4 separate regions of the Mus musculus genome follow, and regions 2, 3 and 4 are each linked to region 1. Evidence: chromatin contacts called from public HiChIP or PLAC-seq and promoter capture Hi-C data. All regions are on one chromosome and are shown on one strand. The core of a region is the stretch at or near the end of the contact, and the rest is flanking DNA. Distances in the headings are between cores, read along the strand shown.

Region 1 (4,660 bases), core at 1,985-4,484:
ACACTTCTGCCTTAGCCTCCTAGTGCTGGGACTGCAGGCATATACTACGTTCATCTTGATGTTGTCATTTCAATCACTCAGACAGGGACAAAATTTAGGAGACTACCATCTTTGTGGGGTTTTTTTTCCCCCAAGTCACAAATTTGGTAAACAGGTGATTCTTTACTTTGGGGATCATATGAAGCAAGATGAGGTGATCTTTCCTCGACAGGACCTATTCCTCCTAGACTGTTAGCAGAGGCACAAGAAACTACATGGAATAGGTGTGGACGTGAGGGTGGGGAGTAAGGTCAATTGGGAAGCCACACATTAGCAAGCTTGAGAATGGGTCAAGGTATGCAGATGGCCAGCTCTGTTGACAGCCACAGCCAGCCAGGCCCCACTGACCTGGGAAAAATAGAGTTGTTATATAGATGTTAAGGTTTGGAAAGGCTTCTAGAGGTAACCAAGCCTTGAGAAACTGGGTAATACTGATTATACTGGGCTTGCTAATGGTAGCAGGGCTTGGTCATTAGCCTCTATGCCATCCCTCCCTATCCCATTTCTTGAATTACAGGAAGACAATTTAGAGCCAGGGCTGAAGAACTCTCTGCTCCACATGTCTGGACCACAGCTTAAGTCATGGGCAGGAACACGGGCCCAAAAATCAGAAAGGAGAGAGCTGTGTGAGTGGAAATGCGTACCAAACCAAAGCCCCAAAGCAGACACACCTGGAAGGGTGGCCCAGAATCAAACAACAGGGAATCTGAGAACCAAGAGCAAGCTAGACAAGAAAATGAGTGTCTGCAGGGCACTGAGAAAACACTGAGATATGGGATCATGGCTGGATCTGAGTGTACAGAATTAGGAACCTAAGAGAGCTGTGAAGTAAGGTCCAGGACAGGACAGCAAGCAGGCACTTCAGAGTTAGTGGGAACTCTTCTGCCACCTAGGTCATTATGATCTCTGTCGTGTTCATTGACGGTGCACAGCCATTTCAAAGTGCTTTGCTCTGGACTAAGTTAGGGCGGTAATTCCTCTTCCCCCAAACCTGAGACATCCTGCTGCTGTTTGACTACTGCTGGGTGTCTTAGCGTTTTACTGCTGTGAACAGACACCATGACCAAGGCAAGTCTTAAAAAGGCCAACATTTCATTGGGGCTGGCTTATAGGTTTAGAGGTTTAGTCCATTATCATCAAGGCGGGGACATGGCAGCATCCAGGCAGGCATGGTGCAGAAGCTGAGAGTTCTCCATCTTCATCTGAAGGCTGTTAGTGGAAGACTGACTTCCAGGCAGGTAGGGTTAGGGTCTTAAGCCCACACCCACAGTTACACATCTGCTAAAGGCCACACCTCCTAATAGGGTCACTCCCTGGGCCAAGCACATACAAACCATCACATTTCACTCCCTGGCCCCCACAGACTTGTTCAAACATATGAGGCTATAAGGGCCACAGCTAAACATAGCATAATACAAAATACATTTAGTCTAATTTCCAGAGTCCCCAGTCTATAGCAGCTCAACAATGTTAAAAGTTCAGAGTTGCTGGAGAGATGGCTCAATGGTTAGATCTGACTGCTCTTCCAGAGGTCCTGAGTTCAATTCCCAGCAACCACATGGTGGCTCACAACCATCTGTAATGGGATCCAATGCCCTCTTCTGGTGTGTCTGAAGACAGCTACAGCGTACTCATATACATAAAATAAATAAATAAAATCTTTTAAAAAAAAGTTCAAAGTCTCTTCTGAGATTCATCCAATCACTTTATTGTAATCCCAATAGCAAGACAGGAAACCAGCTGGGCAAACTCCAAACGCTGCATCTCCATGTCTGATACCGTAGCAGTCGTCAGATCTCCTACTCTCTGAGCATGCTCCCTGCAGAAGGTGGCTGGCAGGGGCCCGACTTCTGGGATTCTACACAGGCAGAGCCATTTCCTCATCAGCACTCTGCTGCAGCTAACTCCACATCTCAGAACTTGTCCTCTTTTCCCTCACCTATAAACTAGCGTTCTTAATTTCCTTTGAATGACCAGATGGACACTCAAATTTCCCCAAGTTCAGGCTGATCCTTCAAAATACTTGCTATAGCTTTGACAGACGTTTTTCTCGTGTTCAGGTTTCCTTTCAGAATGAATCTAATGGTTTCTTTCTCTAAATGTAATTTCTTCAGCCATCCTTCTCACTGTTAACTGCTTGTTCACACAAAGTCCGTGACCTTTTGGATATTTGCATCCGTTCTGTGGGTGACTGGACGACTACTTCATGGATCATCTCAGACATTTTCCCACCCTTCTTTAAACCTTTTGTGCCAGTCAAATACTCAAGCCCTCGACACCACTTCACCCCCATACGCTTCTTTCAAAAGTGGTGGGTCTTACTTGCAGACGTGTTCGATTTTACGCAAAATTTGATACTTTGTTCTAAATAGCGGCCACTCATTTTGAAACAAAACCATACAGGAACGTTATCAGGCCAGGACTGTGAGAAGCCTGAGGTAAAAATCTCTAGGGTGCTGCTGGCCTAATCATTGCACTATTCCTGCCTCTCTGGAAACCACCAAGGAAGTTACTGCTTTTCTGAGCTTTTACCCTAGCGTCTAGTCAAGGTGTGCGGCTAGCAATCTAGCACTAATTCGGTCACAGAGTAACCGGAAGGCAAAACGGGTTAAAAATTAAATCCTCTACAACTCATGTTTGCGTTCAACCCGCGAGTTGTTTCAAAGCAATCGCAAGGGTCATCCCGAATCTGTTGCCTTTAAGAGTCTACGGTGACTCACGCAATGGACGCATGAACCGTGACAACTTTTACACAAGCCGGGCAGACGCAGCCGTGAAGTAACGTTCTAGCTTGCCCTGGATCTGCAGGAACCCGCACACAGCAAACCTACCCGAATAACCCGGGGTTGCGCTCGCCAGTCCCGGGGAGACTACAGCGCATGCGCAATTCCTTCCTTGCGCGGGTTGGGTTGTGCGCATGTGCATTGAGACTACGCAGCTGGCCCGACCCTCTCGAGTGCGCATGCCCGCCCGCAGGGACGGTCGCCTGCGAAGAGGGCGGGGGCGGATAGCTGAGGGAAGAGAGGGCACCCTCCAGCGCCAGGGTGCATTGTGGGAAGGAGGCGGTAGCGTCCCGGGCGGGCTGGAGGTGCAGCAGCGGCGGCGGCGGCGGTAAATCCTCCCGGCCGCACACAGCACTGTGGAGCCGCGGCCCCAGCCCAGCCTCGGCCCGCGCGCCCCTCCTGCCCCTCGCGGCTTCGCGCGCCAGCCCCTCCTCCGCGCGCGGCCTTGCGGAGCCGGCCGGCCGGCCCAGCTCCCCTCCCCGGCCCCGCGGGGCGGCCGCGCTGCCCTGACGAGGCGGGGAGGGGAGGGCTGGACCGGCCGGCGGCCGGACGACCATGCCGAACTTCTGCGCTGCCCCCAACTGCACACGGAAGAGCACGCAGTCTGACCTGGCCTTCTTCAGGTTCCCGCGGGACCCGGCCAGGTGAGTGGGGCGCGGAAGCTTCAGGGACTTGCGCGCACGTGCGCTCGCGGGCACCCGGCCCAGTGGGTGCCACCCGGGGGCGCGAAGGCGGATGAAGTGGGCGCTTAGCGCCTTTGGTGGTCCGACGCGGTTCCTTAGCTGTCAAAGAAGTAACCCTTCTCCAGGGCTGTGTTCCCAGGGGCCCTGCCTTCCCCCGCGTCACTGGTCTCTTCTAGGACAGTGTTTCTGTTTGGAGGCGAGCCGCTTTCTTTGATCTTAAATCAGGTCACAACTGCCTCCTTCGGACTTGTCAACCCAGTGTTCAAATGCCGACCGTTACTCATTGTCTCCCTTGGTTGTTGGGACCACAGAGGACAAGTGTGAGGGCGTGGGAATATGGTATTGCAACTTCACTTTTCCTTGGGGTAGTTTATAATCTGGGACGTAGTCTGAGAATCATAGGGACTTAGTGTGATAGACTGCAGGTAGTTCTCAGAGCTCTCCTGTTGGCTCATTCGTTTAAAAATCAGTGCTTAACCATGTTTGAAGTACTCATGTCAGGTGCTGGAGACTCGAGTGAATTTTGTCACGGACGGCAGAAAGCACCTAATCCACAGAGAGAGAGAGCAGATCTATCAACGAGCGCTGAATATAGCATGATATTAATTGAGCAAATATTTATTGAAAGCCGACAGTTGGTAGAAATTGGTCAGAGTATGAGAGTGGGTAACATGAACCAATGAAAATCCCTCTTCTCAGAGGTTACATTCAAGTCTTGGGAAATTGGCAAGTAAAATATTTATAATACCGTGTCCAATAATGAAAAATATCCTGAAGAAAAATACAGCAGGGGTTGGAAGGGCTTTTAGCTAGGGAACAGGTGGAAAGATAGCTCAATGCTGAAGAGCACTTATACTCGCAGAAGGCCTGGGTTCTATACCCACATTAGGTGACTTCAGTTCCAGGGGATTACACAACCTCTTCTGGCCTTCCTGTGTACCAGGTATGCTCAAAGTGCAAAACGCTCGTGCATATACCAGAGCAGATTAAAGAAAAAAGCATAGCCAGGGAGCTGAGCAGTGGACATTGTCTGTTATCCCAGCGCTGAGGAGGCAGGGAGAATTGAGATTTGAAGCAGGCCTGGGTTAGAGTAAGTTCCAGGCCAGTTAGGGCTGTAGTGTGAGTCTTGTCTCATGAACCCGTTTAAAAAAAAAA
Region 2 (5,078 bases), core at 1,622-4,121, 520 kb before region 1:
AGAAAGAGGCTACCAAGGTGGGGGTCCTGAAGGCCAAGGCTGGGGACCTCAGGGGACTATAAGAAAACAAGAATTGAAAGGAGATGTCTGGAGGACTTGGGTAGCTGGGAGGGGCCCCTCAGGCACTGAGAGATAGGGGAGAGGAGGGCTCAATCAGCAAGACCAGCTACAGAGGCCAGCAGCGGCTGCCCAGCCCACAGAGATACTTGGAGAAGGTGTGACAGTCTGCTGTCTGTAACTGGGGACAGCCAGGGCTCACACCTATGAGCCCTTTGCAAAACATACCTAGGGTACCCCTCAGCTGCCCTACCCTGTTTCTTCCAGGGCATGGGGTGGGGAAGATTTGGCCAATCTGACAGAGAACAGTAAGCAGAAACTTAGAAGTGATTGACAGGTCCTTTCATTCATTAAAGCCAAGAGGGCCTCCCACTTCAATAGGAAAAACAAAACAAAACAAAACAAAACAAAAACAAACAAACAAAAAAAAAACAAAGACCAAAAAAACAAAAACCAAACCAAAACAATAAAAACCAATGCTGACCAGTCCTCTTGCCTGAAAATGACCCTCTCTTTACTCAATGAAGGGATCAGGGACAAAGCTGTCAGCTGGCTACCAAACACCTCGTAGTAAAGTGCCTATGTGACCAGGTCTAATGTCACCATCATCACCCTGAAGTCTCTGTGACAAGGTATTATTTAGCCTCACTCCACACACCAGGGGAAACTGAGCCACAGGCAAAGCTCTCTGCTTCAAGGCCATGGGCAAGCAGGAAGACAAGGAGACAGTCTGCAGGAGGAAGACGACAGGCCGTTCAGGCAAGAGGGTGGTGGAGAGTGGCTTCCCAGCACCCTCTGAGGGGACAAGGAAGGCCTCCTTTTGGGGGGACCAGATCTCAGAGCCATCCTAAGAGCATTCAGGGAAATTAGAGAAGAATAAGACAGAGACAGCAGAGGCTTCTGAGAAGCCCACAGATGTCCCACTGAAAGCCACAGGCTTCCTGCCACCAATGCCCAACTGCCACCTGTTTGGTACTGTTTCAGAGGCAGACATTGCTCTTACCCAGTAATGGGCCCGTGAAGCTTCCCCTAGACCTTCCACTCCTGTTCCGGGAGCCCCAGAGGGTTCTCTCCTGACTTGTCACACCTAGCCTGCAGTGGGTGCTGAGAACAGCCAGGAAGGGGGTGGGGCTCTCCCTACTGTAACCTCTATAGCAACCTCTTCCCCAGGGTAGCTAAAGATGGTCCTTGTCAGACACACCCACCGTCCAGACTGGCATTCAATGTCACACCCTGTGTTTGTCCGTGAGCTTTCCTAGCCTGACTGTTTCGTAGTTTGGACTCTACGGTCCTTTCTTCACCTTGTTGGACTTTTCCTAGTCCTTGTTCAGATGAACTCTCATCAGCTCCCAGGCAAGGATGGCCCCTCTGACTTGTGCTTGACTCTGCCTTCTCACCACGCCAGTCAGGAGCTCATCTGTTGGCCCTCCATCCTCTCAGTGGGAAGAGAAGCCTCTTAGGTTAGGCTCCACCCAGGCTTCAGCTCTGACCCAGCCTAGGGCAGTAGCAGCAGCTGGGCCCACCACACCCGACCCCCCCTGGTCTTCTTCACCTCCACCCAAAACACTAAGCCTGCAGCAAGGACCAGCAAGGATCCAGGGAGGCCTCAACCTCCCTTGCACAGCAGAGCTTCCCAGGAAGATCTCCCTGAACACTTAGCTGCCCTGGGCATTGGCTGAGTGTTCCACCCTCTGGCACAGAGGAGATCAAGGCTTGTGTCTTGGGATCCTGGGTGCCAGTTCTGGCTGGGTCACCTTAGAGAGAGGCTGCCTTCCCTTCTGCTGCTGGGGCTCATCTGTGTGAAGTCTGGGGCTGACTCTCACCACAGGAAAGACTGCCAGGGCAAATGAGCACCTGTTATTGCTCTTCAGCCCCACTCCACCCCTGGGCCCCCTTAGGGGGACCTTTCCTACACTCCCCACCCCCAATCCTGACAGCTGGAGATAGGATCAATCCTGAATTGTCTCCGAAAAAAGCCAGTTTCTGCCAGACCCGCCTTGCTCCCAGTGCCACACACCCAGCCCTGAAGGTAAGGAAGAGCCCCCCCCCCCACCCCCATTCAACTAGGGGATTGTGGCCAAGAAGGGGTGAAGGGTCATCTACCTGGGATCTTTGGTCTCATGGTCTCATGCCTACTCCAAACCATGGGATGTGGACATCTAGAAAGGTTAGAAGGTTTAATGGGTTGAGGAGCACAGGCGTGAGGACAGGAAAGGGGACCTGTAAGGAAGATTAGAGTCTAGCCCACCAGTGATAAGCACACCCCAGCACTTCTGCACTGGGAACGCGGCCTCAGAACACCCAGGTGGAGGTGAGGTTGATTTCTCACCCAGGGCTGCGGGTGGAGGTAGGGATGAGCTCAGGGGCCCCGGGCATATCTTTGGGGGGTGGGGTGGGGGTGGGGCTCCGCCTCCTAGGCCTGCAGGCCAGCGCTCAACTCCCAGCCCTGAATCCGCGGGATGTACAACCCCTGCTCGGATTCGTGCTCCCAAGGCACGCACTGGCCCGCGCTGCACCTGCACACACACCCAAACGCACACTAATGTGCGCTCGCACACGCCTCCCTCCGCGCAGCGCCTCCTACCTGCCGCGTCGCCGCAGCTGGAGCTGGACTCCCGGGATGCAGAGCACAGTGCGGGCACTGGAGCGGAGGCTAGACCAGCCCGCGCCACAGCCTGGGACTCTGCGGGGAGATGATACCCCGGCAGCCCGCAGGCGGGGGTTGGAACTTGGACCCCCGGGCTTCAGTCTGTCCCGCCCCTCCTCTCAGCCTCCTCCCATTGGAGGCCAGAGGCGTGGTCTCCCGGGGTGGGGCGGGGCGGGGAAAGGGAGGTTGTTGCGCATGCGAACTAGAGAGGCTGTGCCTCCCCCCCCCCACCCCCCTCCCTGAGGCCGCCCGATAGTGCTGGCTCGAAACTGAAAGGGTGGCCCTGACCCAACACTCCTTCAAACCCCACTCCAGTGCTGTCCGCGATAGGAGAGCATCCCGGGACGTTGGCTGCCTACCTCGCCATTGGCCTTGGAGGACCTGCGTGCCCCACTAAGTGCTGGCAGAGAATGTTGGCCGACTTGGGGTATGCATCTTAGCCGGGCTCAGACAGGGCCAAGGCAGGGCAGCTGAGAATGGGAAGACCCAATGAGATGAGAACCACTCCCTTTCCATTTGTATCCAAACACCCATTCCCAAGATTTTAGCTGGAGAAGAGGAATGTAGGCCCTGGTGAGGTGTCCAGAGGGCCCCAGTCAGTTAAGGGAAGCTGGCCCTATCCTGTCCAGACCTGTCCTGTCCTGGGCATTTATCTGCTCTGAGTGTAGACTAAAGCAGCAGGGCCCAGATTTTTGACCCTCTCTGACTGCCTTCAGAATGCCCTGGAATACACCAAGCCTTGGTTTCTTACTCTGTGAAGTGGAAACTGCAATCTCCTCAGGCCAGGCGGTTTGGGGGAATCCCAGGGAGATTTATAGATGACCAGGGCTGGCCAACAGTAGGCTGGGTCACTCTAAGGCCACAGAGACAAAGCTTGTCTGACCTGGTCATACTAGTCGCTCACAGGTCAGAAACTCAGGCCCACTCATCCCTCTAGTTTCCTGGTCTCTGTTAATGATTACCTCAACCTCAGTCATCCGGCCCTCTACCTCACCCCTGTCCCTGGCCACCTAAGTGTAGCTCCATCTGGTTACCTGACTGACCAAATAGTTTCCAACCATGTTGCTGTTCCCCCTACCCACCACCACCCACGCACAATGTTCCAAGACTACTAGGTTCCGCTCTCCATTTACCCTAGTCCTGGCCTATGGCCGCCGGCCTAGGGTTTTTACATTCTTTCCATCCCCACAGAAAAGCTCTTCTATTGCCTCCACACAGCCTCAGCGTGTCTCTGTCCAGAAGCCCTTGGTCCACAAAGCAGATCTGGATCAAGGGCTCACTCCACCAGTTACCGAGAAAGTTCTATATCCTTTAATGGTCTCAGTTTCCTTGTCTGTAAAATGGGCTTTCTAGGAGAAGCACATGGTGATTGTGGAGACAAAAAATGTCAAAAAGGTTCAGTCAAAGTCCTCAAGCAAGGTAGCAAGTAGCATTACCTCTGTCAGGGCACCTCTCAAATCTTCCGAGATAGAGCAGGGGTCATGTCTGGGAAAGTGTGTTCTTCAGCCCACAAAGCCATGGTATCCAGAGAATGCTCTGACTCTCTTCTATAGCTCTGAGTATGGAGCCAGGAGAGGGTACTATGTGTTGGTTTCATTCGTGGGCTCTGCCTTGACTCCTTAGCTGTGTGGCCTTGGACATGAGACCTGTACTGCAGAACTCAAAGCAGCACCCACACTGCAGTCGTGGGGTCTCATTGGCTTAACTCCTGGGAAGTCCTTATGGGGCCCTCTAGCTGTTACTGTCCTCTAGCCCAGCCTGCTCATTGTATAAAGATACAGTGTCTCCAGCAGCAGAGACACATACCCTGCATCATGATGTTTAGGCCCAGGTGCCTTAGAACCGGGCTTGGACTGGGAGGCCTGTCTCAGAGCCCATCTCTGGCAGCGTCCACCTTCCTGACAGATGAGGGAAGAAACCTAGAGAGACAGCGACCTGTCGAGGGCATCTGGACTTGATGGAGGAGCAGAGGCTCTGATCCTTGGGGAGCAGAAGATCAAGGCATGCCAGGAAGAGCTGGGCTGCCTACCTAACAAGGCTTTCTGGGGGGCGGATGATGCATCTTTGCCAATGTGTTGGCCTCAGGACCCTGCCAATTGGTTTTTATAAGCTTAGTCATCTAATGGTGCCATTAACGAGCCTGATGGCTAGGTGTTTTTCCATTAAATTCTCACAGTTATTAGCCCCACTTAGTCAATGGCAGACCTGAACCTCAGGGAGATGCCCCAGGTCACAAAATTAGTAAACAGCAGAACCGGGATCCAGACCTACCGAACTATGCTGGTTCTATCTATTTTGTGTTGGGCCTCTCCTTCTCCTCTCCTGGCTTTCAGGAAAAGGACATCACTGTAGGCCCCTTGATCTACTTAAAGTC
Region 3 (5,134 bases), core at 1,167-3,666, 750 kb after region 1:
GATCCTGGGAGCCACAAGGTTGCAAGCCTGTGCTATTCCTGTGTCTGAATGACACCATGGGGAAAAACCCTTTCCCAAACATTTCGATAATGCTACCAGGCATGATGGGTACCACTGCAGCAATTGTAAAACTGTGATGAAATTTTAATTGTATTAGGATTATGGGGAATCAGTTTTATTGCAAGGACTTCCGAGGTTGGCCTCCTATTGTAATAAGATGTCTTCAGAAAGGGCTCCTCAGAGTCCCTCCTCCACCCACCCACCGCTGTCTCATTCCACCACAGACAGGGGCTTTTATGAATGAGGGAGGAGCCCAGACCAGGAAGGATTCTAGGGCTCCAGAGAAGACTGAAGCAGGGAACCCCAGCTTAGTCTTACTTAGTTTGGGGTTTCCGGTGCCGGTTGGCACAGATCTCTGTCCCTGAAGGTACCTCAATGCTCATTACAGCTGTGCCCCACACTTCCCATGGAACATACTAGAAGCTGGGCTGGGGATATAGTTCAGTTGGTAGTGTCTGCCTCGCACAGTCAAGACCCTGGGTTCAGTCCCCAGCCTAGCGTAAGCTGAGCATGCTGGTGCCCATCTGTAATCCTAGCACTAGGGAGGCAGCAGAGGGATCAGGAGTTCAAGCTACATGAGACCTGATGTCAAGAGAAAAGCAGCCAAATGTAGGAGACCTAGGCTGCCAGTCCGACAGACGACATTGTGAGCCAAGTACCCCCTAGTGTGAGCCCAGCCCCCTCTCACTGCACAGTTCACAGGCTACTGCCCTGGTAGAGGCCTGATGCCAGAGAGGCCCTTGTTTTCCACTTTGTCCTCATCTTGTCTTCATCTTCCCTTCTCTTTCTCCACGTCTCTTTCCCTGGGATCTGCCTGCCTTTCCTGCCTCTGCCTCTGGTTGGCCTCTTACTGTCCATACAGCCTTCAGCTCATCCCTGGCTCTCTCCTTCCCTCCTCTTCTTGCACTATGTTCTTCCTCCTCTTCTTCCTCCTCCTCCTTATCTTTTTTTGTTTGTTTGTTTGTTTTTTTGTTTTTGTTTTTGCTTTTGTTTTGTTTTATTTTGAGACAGGATTTCTCTATATAACCCTGGCTGTCCTGGAACTCACTCTATAGACCAGGCTGGCCTTGAACTCACAGAGATCCACCAGCCTCTGCCTCCCAAGTGCTAGGATTAAAAGCACTGCACTGCACTGCCCCTGCCCAGCCTGTGGGCACGTCTGCTTTCTTTCTCCTCCTCCTTTCCCAGACAGAGGTCCCCTCATTCTTGCCCTGACCCTCTGTCTGGTACTTTCCTCTCCAGATGGGGCTGGTGGTCATCCTGGCCTCCACGGTGGTGGCCATGTCTGCAGTGGCCCAGCTCTGGGAGGATGAGTGGGAGGTGCTGCTGATTTCCCTGCAGGTGAGTGAGGCGGGCTAGGGACAGGGACACTGCCACCCCAGGACCCTTGCAACCCTTTATCACTCCTGTTTCTCCAAGGCGCAGAGAGGAACAGGGAGGGGTCTGCACAGCAGGCTTCCCAGCATCCTCAGTGGGCAGATGGAGACAGGATTGCCTGTCTTGTAGGTAGAGACGGTCAGCAGCATGCTGGTGACCTGAGGGTCTGGACCTGCCTTTGAGTCCCTGGTCCCTCCTGCCTCTCTTCACACCCAGGGCACGGCACCATTCCTGCATATAGGGGCCCTGGTGGCCATCACTGCACTCTCCTGGATCGTCGCTGGACAGTTTGCCCGTGCAGAGCGGTCCTGTGAGTACCCCTTAGAGAGGGCCCACCCATCCTGACCTCCATGAATACAAATGCCAGCTTAGACTGTCCAGGGACTCTACCTGGGTGGTCTGGGAATGAGGTGGGGCCCTTGTGCTCAGCATCAGGGGCTGGCTCCAGGCTAGTCATAGATGCTACCAAAGAATGCTCTGGGTGGAAAAAAAAAAAAAAAGAATGCTCTGGGTGTCCATGTCTTCCTGTACATGTGTGCCTAAGTGTGGGGTTCACTTCCTGTCAGAGCAAAGGCCACTCCACAGAACACCACGTTCTGACTCCAGTCTGGCTGGCTAGGCATGGTTGGGCCTGGTGAGAGATGCACAGTGGCTCATGGGACGTTCCTACTGCCCGTGTCTGCAGCCTCTCAGCTCACCATTCTTTGTACCTTCTTCGCCGTGGTCTTCACCTTCTACCTGATCCCTCTCACCATCTCCTCTCCCTGCATCATGGAGAAAAAAGACCTGGGCCCCAAACCTGCCCTCATCGGCCACCGAGGGGCTCCCATGGTAAGCACCCCAGAGGGTGGACCGGGGCAACAGCTGTTGCAGGAGAGGAGCATGTGGGAAATAAATGTCATGTCTGTGGTAGCAGATGTATCGCCAGCATAGAAGGACTTCCTGGTTTTGGTTTGATCTGCTTGAGACAAGCTGGGGTTTAAACTACCGCCAGCCTTCCTGCCTCTGCCTCCTGAGTGCTGGGGTTACAGGCATATGCCAGCACGCCCAAAACATAAGGACTTAAAAGCAAACAACAGGCTGGGGAGATGGCTCTGCAGGGGAAAGCACTTGCTGTAAAAGCCCGGCACACTGAGTTTAATCCCTGCCACCCACATAAAGATAAAGGAGAGGATGTTCTTCGTGTGCACTGAAGCATGTGTGCACATGCTCTCTCTCTCTCTCTCTCTCTCTCTCTCTCTCTCCCTCTCTCTCTTTCTCTCTCTCTCACACACACACACATGTATATACATACATAATGATAATGACTATAACACCACACTGACAATGTTTAAAAGTATTTATTTTCACTTTTATGTGTATGGTTGCTTTGCCTGACACCGTGGAAGCCAGAAAGGGGTGTTGGATCCCCTGAGACTGGATGGAATTACAGACAGTTGTGAGCTGCCATGTGGGCACTGGGAATCAAACCCAGGTCTTCTGAAAGAGCAGCCAGAACCATCTCTCCAGCCCCCAAATTAACAATTATTTAACATGACCTAATATCATAGTTATTTTTCCTTTGTCTCCAAAAATATCTTTCTGTAGTGCAGACTTTTAAAATCATGATCCAAATGACATCATGCAGCCCATCTGCTTGACACATGTCCCCCGAGTGCCTTTTCATCTGTGACAGCCCCTCCCCCAGTCTCCTTTGTGCTATTTATCTGTTGATGAAGCTGTCTCTAGACAGCCTCCCAAGCTGTGCATTTGGCTGCTCCATCCTGCGGTGGTGACTTGCTCATTATATCTGTTGTCCCATTTCTGAGATAGGGTCTCGGTGTGCAGCCCAGAATAGCCTGGAACTCACAAACCACCTGAATCCCCATCCTGAGTGTTAAGGTTACAGGTGTGTGCCCCGTGCCTGGGTGTGGCGTTCATTTTATGCTTGTTTGGTTTTTACCCTGACACAGGATAATTAGTGATGCATATTTGCAAGTCACGGTGTGGTTCTCAATTGTACAATGCATTATCCTCACACCGCAGTGATCCACCTGTCACATCACACCCTGTTTCATTGTGTTAGGAGCGTCCAGAATCCTCTCCTTTGCCTGTTTGAAAAGACACAGGGAGTTAGCATTTACCACTGCCACCCTATTGCAGTAGAATGCTAGAACCCATTCACATGGCCCATCATTTCCACCTGGTGACCGGCCTCCCCTCCCCCTCCTACCTTCTATTGATCATTATTCTGCTCTTTACTTCTGTAAGGTCAACTTTAAAACAACAACAAACAAACAAAAAACCCTCAAAACACCTTTTTTTTTTACAAAAAAATGTGGCATTGTGATGCCTCAGGACACGTGTGGAGATTCAGCCAACAATTTGCAGGTGACGGTTCCCTCCTACCAAGCAGTCCTGGGAATTAAACTCAGGTTGTCAGGTTTAGCAACAAGAATCTATACCTACTAAGCCATTTTGCAGACACTTTAGTGCTGTTTTTTGGGGGGCGGGGGGGGGTGTGGAGGCACGGATAGCCAGTGCTCTCTCCATGTCACTGTGAATGACTGTGTCCAGCCAGAGTCACCACGAGTGTGTTCCTGTGAAGGCTTCACAAATGATTGCCAGCCTTTTGAGTTGCCAGGTCTAAATCCAATCTCTGGTTTGGTGCTGACCTCTAGTGGTAGGAAGAGGTATGGCAATTTACTCTGCACAGGACCAAAGGAGACTCACTGCCCAGCTAGATACCCACAGAGAACAGTGATTCCCATATCCCCAAAGGTCTGAAGAGAGGGTGGGTCCTTAGGAGGGAGGATTCACCCAGGGTTGCAAGGCAGGGTCATGTAGCTCAATGGCTGGAGTCAACCTTCTGGGTGATGATCTGCCCTAGGGTTGCAAACTTATTGTTAGGTGTCAAGCATGAATTTGAGTCCATGTGCCAGTGTAGCGATGGAGAGATTATTATTATTGCTGTATAGATGAAGAAACTCATCACACCACAGCAACCCCATCCTCTCTCCTTCCCCCTCCAGAATCTCCCCCCAGACTGGGCTTTGAGATTAAGCCAGAAGGGACCAAGCACTCAGTCTCTGCCCAAAGCTACTGTAGGCCCACAGGCCTGTGGGGAAGGCCATTTGCTTCTAGAGTCTTGTTCAGTGCCTGTAATACAGCAAGGACAATGTGATCAGAGTGATTATTTGCTAACTCTGTTATTATGGCTGTGTCAGGCATTCATATTCATACGAGTCCATACCCAGCACACTGCCTGTCCCTTCCCCCCAAACCTCCATGAGGTATACATATTATAACAAATGAAAACATGGAACCTTGAAGCAGCTGTGTGGGTGCCCGGGTTCCCATAGCAACTCCACAAAGGAGCCAGAATGAGAGGCAGACCTAGCAGGGGGCACCTCCCACTGGCTGGGGAAGGGTCACCAACTGGACCCTAGCTCTGCCGTCACCAGTCCTTCCTCTCCAGCTGGCTCCAGAACACACAGTGATGTCCTTCCGGAAGGCGCTGGAGCAGAGGCTGTATGGGCTGCAAGCTGACATCACCATCAGGTTAGTATGGCAGAGAAGGGTGGTGGCCATTCTTCACCCCACCCCCACCTCTGCATCTGGGTCTCCTCATAAAAACCTCCTGCCCCTGGTGATAGGAGGGGGGATGAAGACTTGGATGATCACAACAAGCCAGGCATCCTTTTAGAGGTTTGTGCTA
Region 4 (4,577 bases), core at 1,844-4,343, 680 kb after region 1:
GGGGGCAAGACTTCCATTGCAACAGAGCCCACAATGCTGCCCACTGAGAGACCTGGAGAGGCTTCCTGGAGAAGCCTTTAGGGATGGGGCATTCCCCTGGTGGAAAGGGACACACGCAAAGACTTTGAACTGGTGGAGATAGAGACCAAGGTGGAAAGGCATCCAGAATCTGCAGGTGCAGTGAGCTCAGCTGAGCCCACCAACTGCTCTAGACAGTGTGCTGCACAAGGATAGGATCACCTCTGCCTGTTAAGTCTTAGTACCCACCCATCCCCACCCCACCCCTGCCACCACCGAGCACGGTGCCTTCCCATCACGCACAGAGTGCAAAGTTATCCAGTGAAGAGAGTTTATACACCAAGGTGGCCTATTTAGAGAAGGAATGCAAAGTGACTGATAACTGTCAGCCTGCAAGCGAGTGTCCATCTAGGACGAGAACACAAAGTGCCCTCTGCACGGACACTGCGGAGCGGCATCTGCAGATCGCTCTGGCTAGATGCACAAGGCTCTCAGGAGCCGTGGGGTGCACAGAAGGCTACTGTCTCCTGTCAGCCTCCAGGCATGGCTTCCAAGCCAGGCCATGCACTGACAGCCTCCCAGACAAAGCCACCACCAATCATCCACTGTCACTCTGTGGCCTCCCTCACCACAAAAGGCCAGATTGCCCCAGATCAGAAAACTCCTTCTCCTCCATAGGGGCAGCCAGAGGGCAAACGTGGGTGTTTTGAGACCTGAGCAGCCGTTCACCACTTGCTGACCTTAAGTGGGCCTCAGGAGTCATCGAGGAAGCTGTGTTCTGAAAAGCTTTTTTCTTTTGGACATTCTGTCCATCTGACCTCCTGAAGAGGCTGTCCTAACAGCCAGACAGCTCTACTCTGAGAACCTCATTCATTCATCTTCTAACGCTGAGGTCTCTCAAGGGCCATGGTGGGTGGGGACATACATCCACAGAGTAGCTCCCAGCCATGAAGGGGGAGGGAAATGAGGCATGAACATTCTTAAAGAATCTTCCATGTAAGCAAATCAGACTAAAGGCTGCCTGGGAGTTCAGGATGGCATCTCAGAGAAGGTGACATTTGTGACTCAATTACTGAGTCTAGGCAAGGCTCTAGGACACAGCAGTCAGGCAAGCTGATGAGCACTGGCTCTCCAACTCTCACCTCAGTCCTGCAGGGGAGCAGGAATAAACTCAAGGTGGGATTCACGACAGTCCAGGAGGACCATAAGGGCAGCCACTCGGAGGAACTGTGTAGGGATGATGTTCATTGTTAGCGAATCTGAGAGAGGTGTGAGGGAGGGGGGGGGGGAGAAGAGGTGGAAAGACAAGGAGCTACAATAGCAGGCTAAGAGTTCAGGGCTCCGTGGGGCTGACAACTGAAGGCTGACGGTTCTTGGCCAAGGGGAAGGTATACGAGATCTTGGCACCCTTACCAAGTGTGATATGGATAGCTTCAATCCTCAGGCAGGCCCTTGCCACTCCCCTAGGCGCTGTGTTTTAAGGACACTTGTTTCCCTACAGAACTCCATCATGTTGACAGTGTGCTGAAAACTTCTCACAGCCCTCTGCTAATGGAATCCAAACTCCAAGCTCCTCCTAGTTTGATCTCATCAGCATCCAGCTGGGCTGTGGGCTCAGGAGGATCTTAAGAGATCTTTGGTCCTTTGGATAAGTCTGAACTCCCTTCTACCTGCCTCGCTGGAATCTCCCACTTTGACTTTTGCTCTACTGCTGCCAGGATTTCTCAGGAGCACGGTCAACTCCTACTAACCTTGCTAGCTTTTTTTGACCTCAGTTTGCCTGTAACCTGCTCAGGGAAGCCTCTGCTAACCAATACGAGGCAGAGATCTCTGGAGGTGTCCTTTGTAAGTGCTGTTGTTTCTGTCAGGAAAGCCATTCCTTTGGTCTTCTAAGCCCATGTGGTTCCTCACTCATTCGACTGTCAAGTTGCAGTGTCTTGAGTTTCTTTAAGGTGGTATTATTATGTCTTGTGAGACAGGCTCACACTGGCTTCCATTCACTGTGTAGTCAAGGATGACCTTGGCATCGCCTTAGGAGGCTAAAGCCATCTTCCAGAGCCAGTCTAGTCCAGGAATGTCACAGAGTTGGTGGATAGAATCCTATACCAGCAACAGCAATCTGGAAAACACCATGCGCCCCCTACAGTCTTGGTCCACAGCAGTGACAAAGGGGTTTCACGCAGAAAATTGATTTGAGGCTTGCAGATGAACCTGGGCTGGGCTGCCTCATCCTAGGGCTCCCCAAGCCAATTAGTGACTTAAGCCCTGCCCACGCGCACTCGCAACACTCATTCATATATCAAACCCTTCACTCCTGTTCGGTGCCTCACACAGGACGCTGGATACTTCAAAGACAGGGAGGGGTGGGGAAGGTGCACAGCCGACAGAAGTCACGATTCGAAGTGAGCTGTCCTCACACACCTCCGCTCATATTTTTGAAACTGATAACGACGTTCCTCCCTGAGCCGCAGAACTCTGGGAAAGGGGAAGTGTGGGAAACAGATCTGCTTTTTATTTTTACAAACTTTTTTGCATCGCTTCCTAAAATCAGAGCCTTGCACTGCTCCCAAATGCTACTCAGTGCAAGGAGCCCTAGCAGCGGGGAGGAGCAAGAGGCTGGCTGTATCACGCTACGCCCCAGGTTCCGCCATCCAGGGACATCCCAGTCCTAACCTCGCCTCCTCCATGCTTCGCCCTTTCCCACTGCTGGCCTCGTGCTCAGTCACAGTCAACCCAGGCCCCCGAGCCCACCATCTTGATCTCCAGGCGGCTGGCTCGCTTGCTACGCGCAGCTTTCATTGTCCTTCTCCAGCGGCACCAGACCACGCTCAGCAGAGTTCCACCCCTCTTCCACTCTCCCATTGGCTCTTGCTGCCCAACTGCGCCGGGGACCGGCCTAGCAGTGTCTCTCACGCCCCGCCTTTGCTCCCGGCCCGGCCAGGGGCGGGGTTTCTGTTGGTCCCACCCTTTAGGGGAGGGGCCAAGCTCGCAGGCGCTCCGGAGCTGTCTCGGCAGGGCTCGGCTCGGCTCGGCTCGGCTCGGCTCGGTTTGCAGCTCGGGTGGGGGTGGGCGGCTAGGGTGACAGCGGCAGTAGCAGAGGCTGCGGCGCGAGGCTGAGCAAGCGGTGAGCGGGGAGCCGGTAAGAGGAGGAAGTGGAGCGGCGGCCCGGAGCTCTGGAGTCCGCTGCCGGCACAGGTCCGCCCAGATTTGCAGAGTGAGCGGCGTCGGGACCTGGGCAGACTTCTTCGCCTTGCTCCGGCCGCTGGCGCTCCGCCTGCCCTGCCCTGCCCTGCCCTGCTTGTCCGAGCCCCGCATTCCGCGCCTGGACTTTCCTAGCCCCGTGGTCTGGAGCTGCTGGGACGTTCGAGCCCCGGCCTTGATCCGGAGTTCCGAGACGGGACGTTCTCGGCCCCATCATACTGACCCATCTCTGCTGGAGTGTCCTCCGCCCCCTGGTCGGCGCAAGGTGGCCCCAGCTCTGGGACTTGAGTGTAGAGGAGCCGGGACGCCCACCGGCCTCCAGCTCCTGGAGAACCAAATCTTCAGCTGCCTTGGACCGAACTGCTCCGGACTTGAAACTGTACTGGCACCGCCCGGGTCCAGCGCACCGTGAGGGGTCCCAAGCAGGCAGAACAGTCGGACCGAACCCCTGGGCGAGTCGAAGCTGCCACCTTTCTCCGCCCTAGGTTAAGGATCTTGGGGTGCTTGCTCCCAGGGGAACACAGGGGCTTCTCCTGCCACAGTCTCCAGCGAGCGGAGGTTGCAGGTGAGAGCCCCGGATGCGCGGCGGGAGCAGTCCCGGGAGCCTTAGAGGCAGGGCCCGGGTCAGCGGAGGGCGTGGAGGGGACACGGGCAGAGAGTGAACTGTTTAGGAGAGGGCGCGCGAAAGATAGTAGAGAGAAGCCCGCACTTATTGAGTGCCCATTGTGTGCAGGTCCGAGCCCCGCCCTTGCACAAGTCGTTCCTTATCCAAAGCTCATAGCAACCCCGAGATAAAAGCTATTGTGTATTGTTATGGGCGCAGACAGTTGGGGAAACTGAGGCGTGGCAGGGTTGAGGTCCTCTGCCTTCCATGTTGAGGATTAGACTGGGGAGAAGGGAGAAGATAAAGAGAGAAAGAGCAAAGAGGGAGGGGAGAAGAAAAGAAGTGGATAGCCTGCATGCACGTGAGAGCTTGGCAGGGTGGGGGCCTCTGGGGCATCGAAATCCAGGCACTGGTCCTGAAGCCGAAGAGGTCCTTCTTACCAGCCACTCTTGGGTCATGGGCATGCCACCTCCCAGGAAAGGTGAACCTGCGTTGAAGGCAGGGCTTCCCTGTTCCAAAAGATCTCTTCCCGGGGTCCGGGCTGGAGGGACAACCTGCTTCCCATAGTTAATGTCCCCAAGTTACTGAAGTACTCTTTATCTGTTAAAGGACTCACCATATTGGTCCCCAAGACACAGCCATGTGGAAGCTGGAGCTGTGGTCCCTCAGAACTCAGCCACCTTCCTTTGGCATTATTAATGAGGACACTGAAGACTTGTGGGGGGCACAGTGACCCCAGGTCCTAAAGCCAGTG

What was found. Promoter capture Hi-C pulls out the DNA fragments that hold promoters and counts their contacts. HiChIP or PLAC-seq counts read pairs in DNA pulled down with a chosen protein or histone mark.
Region 2: a promoter capture Hi-C map of erythroid cells shows a contact between it and region 1, with 13 times the contacts expected there. The contact joins the promoter of Capn5 here to the promoter of Thap12 in region 1. A contact is called at or near these places in 3 of 39 promoter capture datasets (erythroid cells, liver and pre-B cells), 2 of 484 Hi-C or Micro-C datasets (embryonic stem cells and muscle stem cells) and 2 of 115 datasets of contacts at active chromatin or transcription factors (bone marrow-derived macrophages and kidney).
Region 3: an H3K4me3 HiChIP or PLAC-seq map of the 230-238 cell line shows a contact between it and region 1, with 4 times the contacts expected there. The contact joins the enhancer-like site here to the promoter of Thap12 in region 1. A contact is called at or near these places in 2 of 39 promoter capture datasets (embryonic stem cells and liver) and 3 of 115 datasets of contacts at active chromatin or transcription factors (the 230-238 cell line, forebrain and stem cell-derived neural progenitor cells).
Region 4: a contact with region 1 is called in a promoter capture Hi-C map of pre-B cells, with 4 times the contacts expected there. The contact joins the promoter of Gdpd5 here to the promoter of Thap12 in region 1. A contact is called at or near these places in 4 of 39 promoter capture datasets (embryonic stem cells, liver and pre-B cells), 1 of 484 Hi-C or Micro-C datasets (CD4 T cells) and 6 of 115 datasets of contacts at active chromatin or transcription factors (astrocytes, differentiating embryonic stem cells, embryonic stem cells and 3 more).

Annotation. Positions count from the first base shown.
Region 1 is chr7:98,700,013-98,704,672 of GRCm38.p6, forward strand. It overlaps Thap12 (THAP domain containing 12), which reads left to right and starts at 3,235. Exons shown (of 5, transcript NM_028410.2): 1 at 3,235-3,466. The coding sequence starts at 3,378. Gm15506 (predicted gene 15506) reads right to left here and starts at 2,916. Exons shown (of 1, transcript NR_144495.1): 1 at 1-2,916. It also overlaps the pseudogene LOC108167485.
Region 2 is chr7:98,175,403-98,180,480 of GRCm38.p6, forward strand. It overlaps Capn5 (calpain 5), which reads right to left and starts at 2,872. Exons shown (of 13, transcript NM_007602.4): 1 at 2,642-2,872. It overlaps Gm16938 (predicted gene, 16938), which reads left to right and starts at 1,792. Exons shown (of 3, transcript NR_045972.1): 1 at 1,792-2,086; 2 at 3,923-4,008.
Region 3 is chr7:99,446,820-99,451,953 of GRCm38.p6, forward strand. It overlaps Gdpd5 (glycerophosphodiester phosphodiesterase domain containing 5), which reads left to right. Exons shown (of 18, transcript NM_201352.3): 8 at 1,303-1,401; 9 at 1,654-1,747; 10 at 2,123-2,268; 11 at 4,895-4,977. Among named protein-coding and RNA genes, the nearest start is that of Klhl35, 17 kb to the right of the region's middle. Within about 2 kb of position 2,417, at least 50 of the 459 cell types and tissues checked have an H3K27ac peak or open chromatin away from gene starts, as enhancers often do. A contact at or near this core is called in the 230-238 cell line, where this site is marked.
Region 4 is chr7:99,378,425-99,383,001 of GRCm38.p6, forward strand. Gdpd5 (glycerophosphodiester phosphodiesterase domain containing 5) reads left to right here and starts at 3,094. Exons shown (of 18, transcript NM_201352.3): 1 at 3,094-3,784.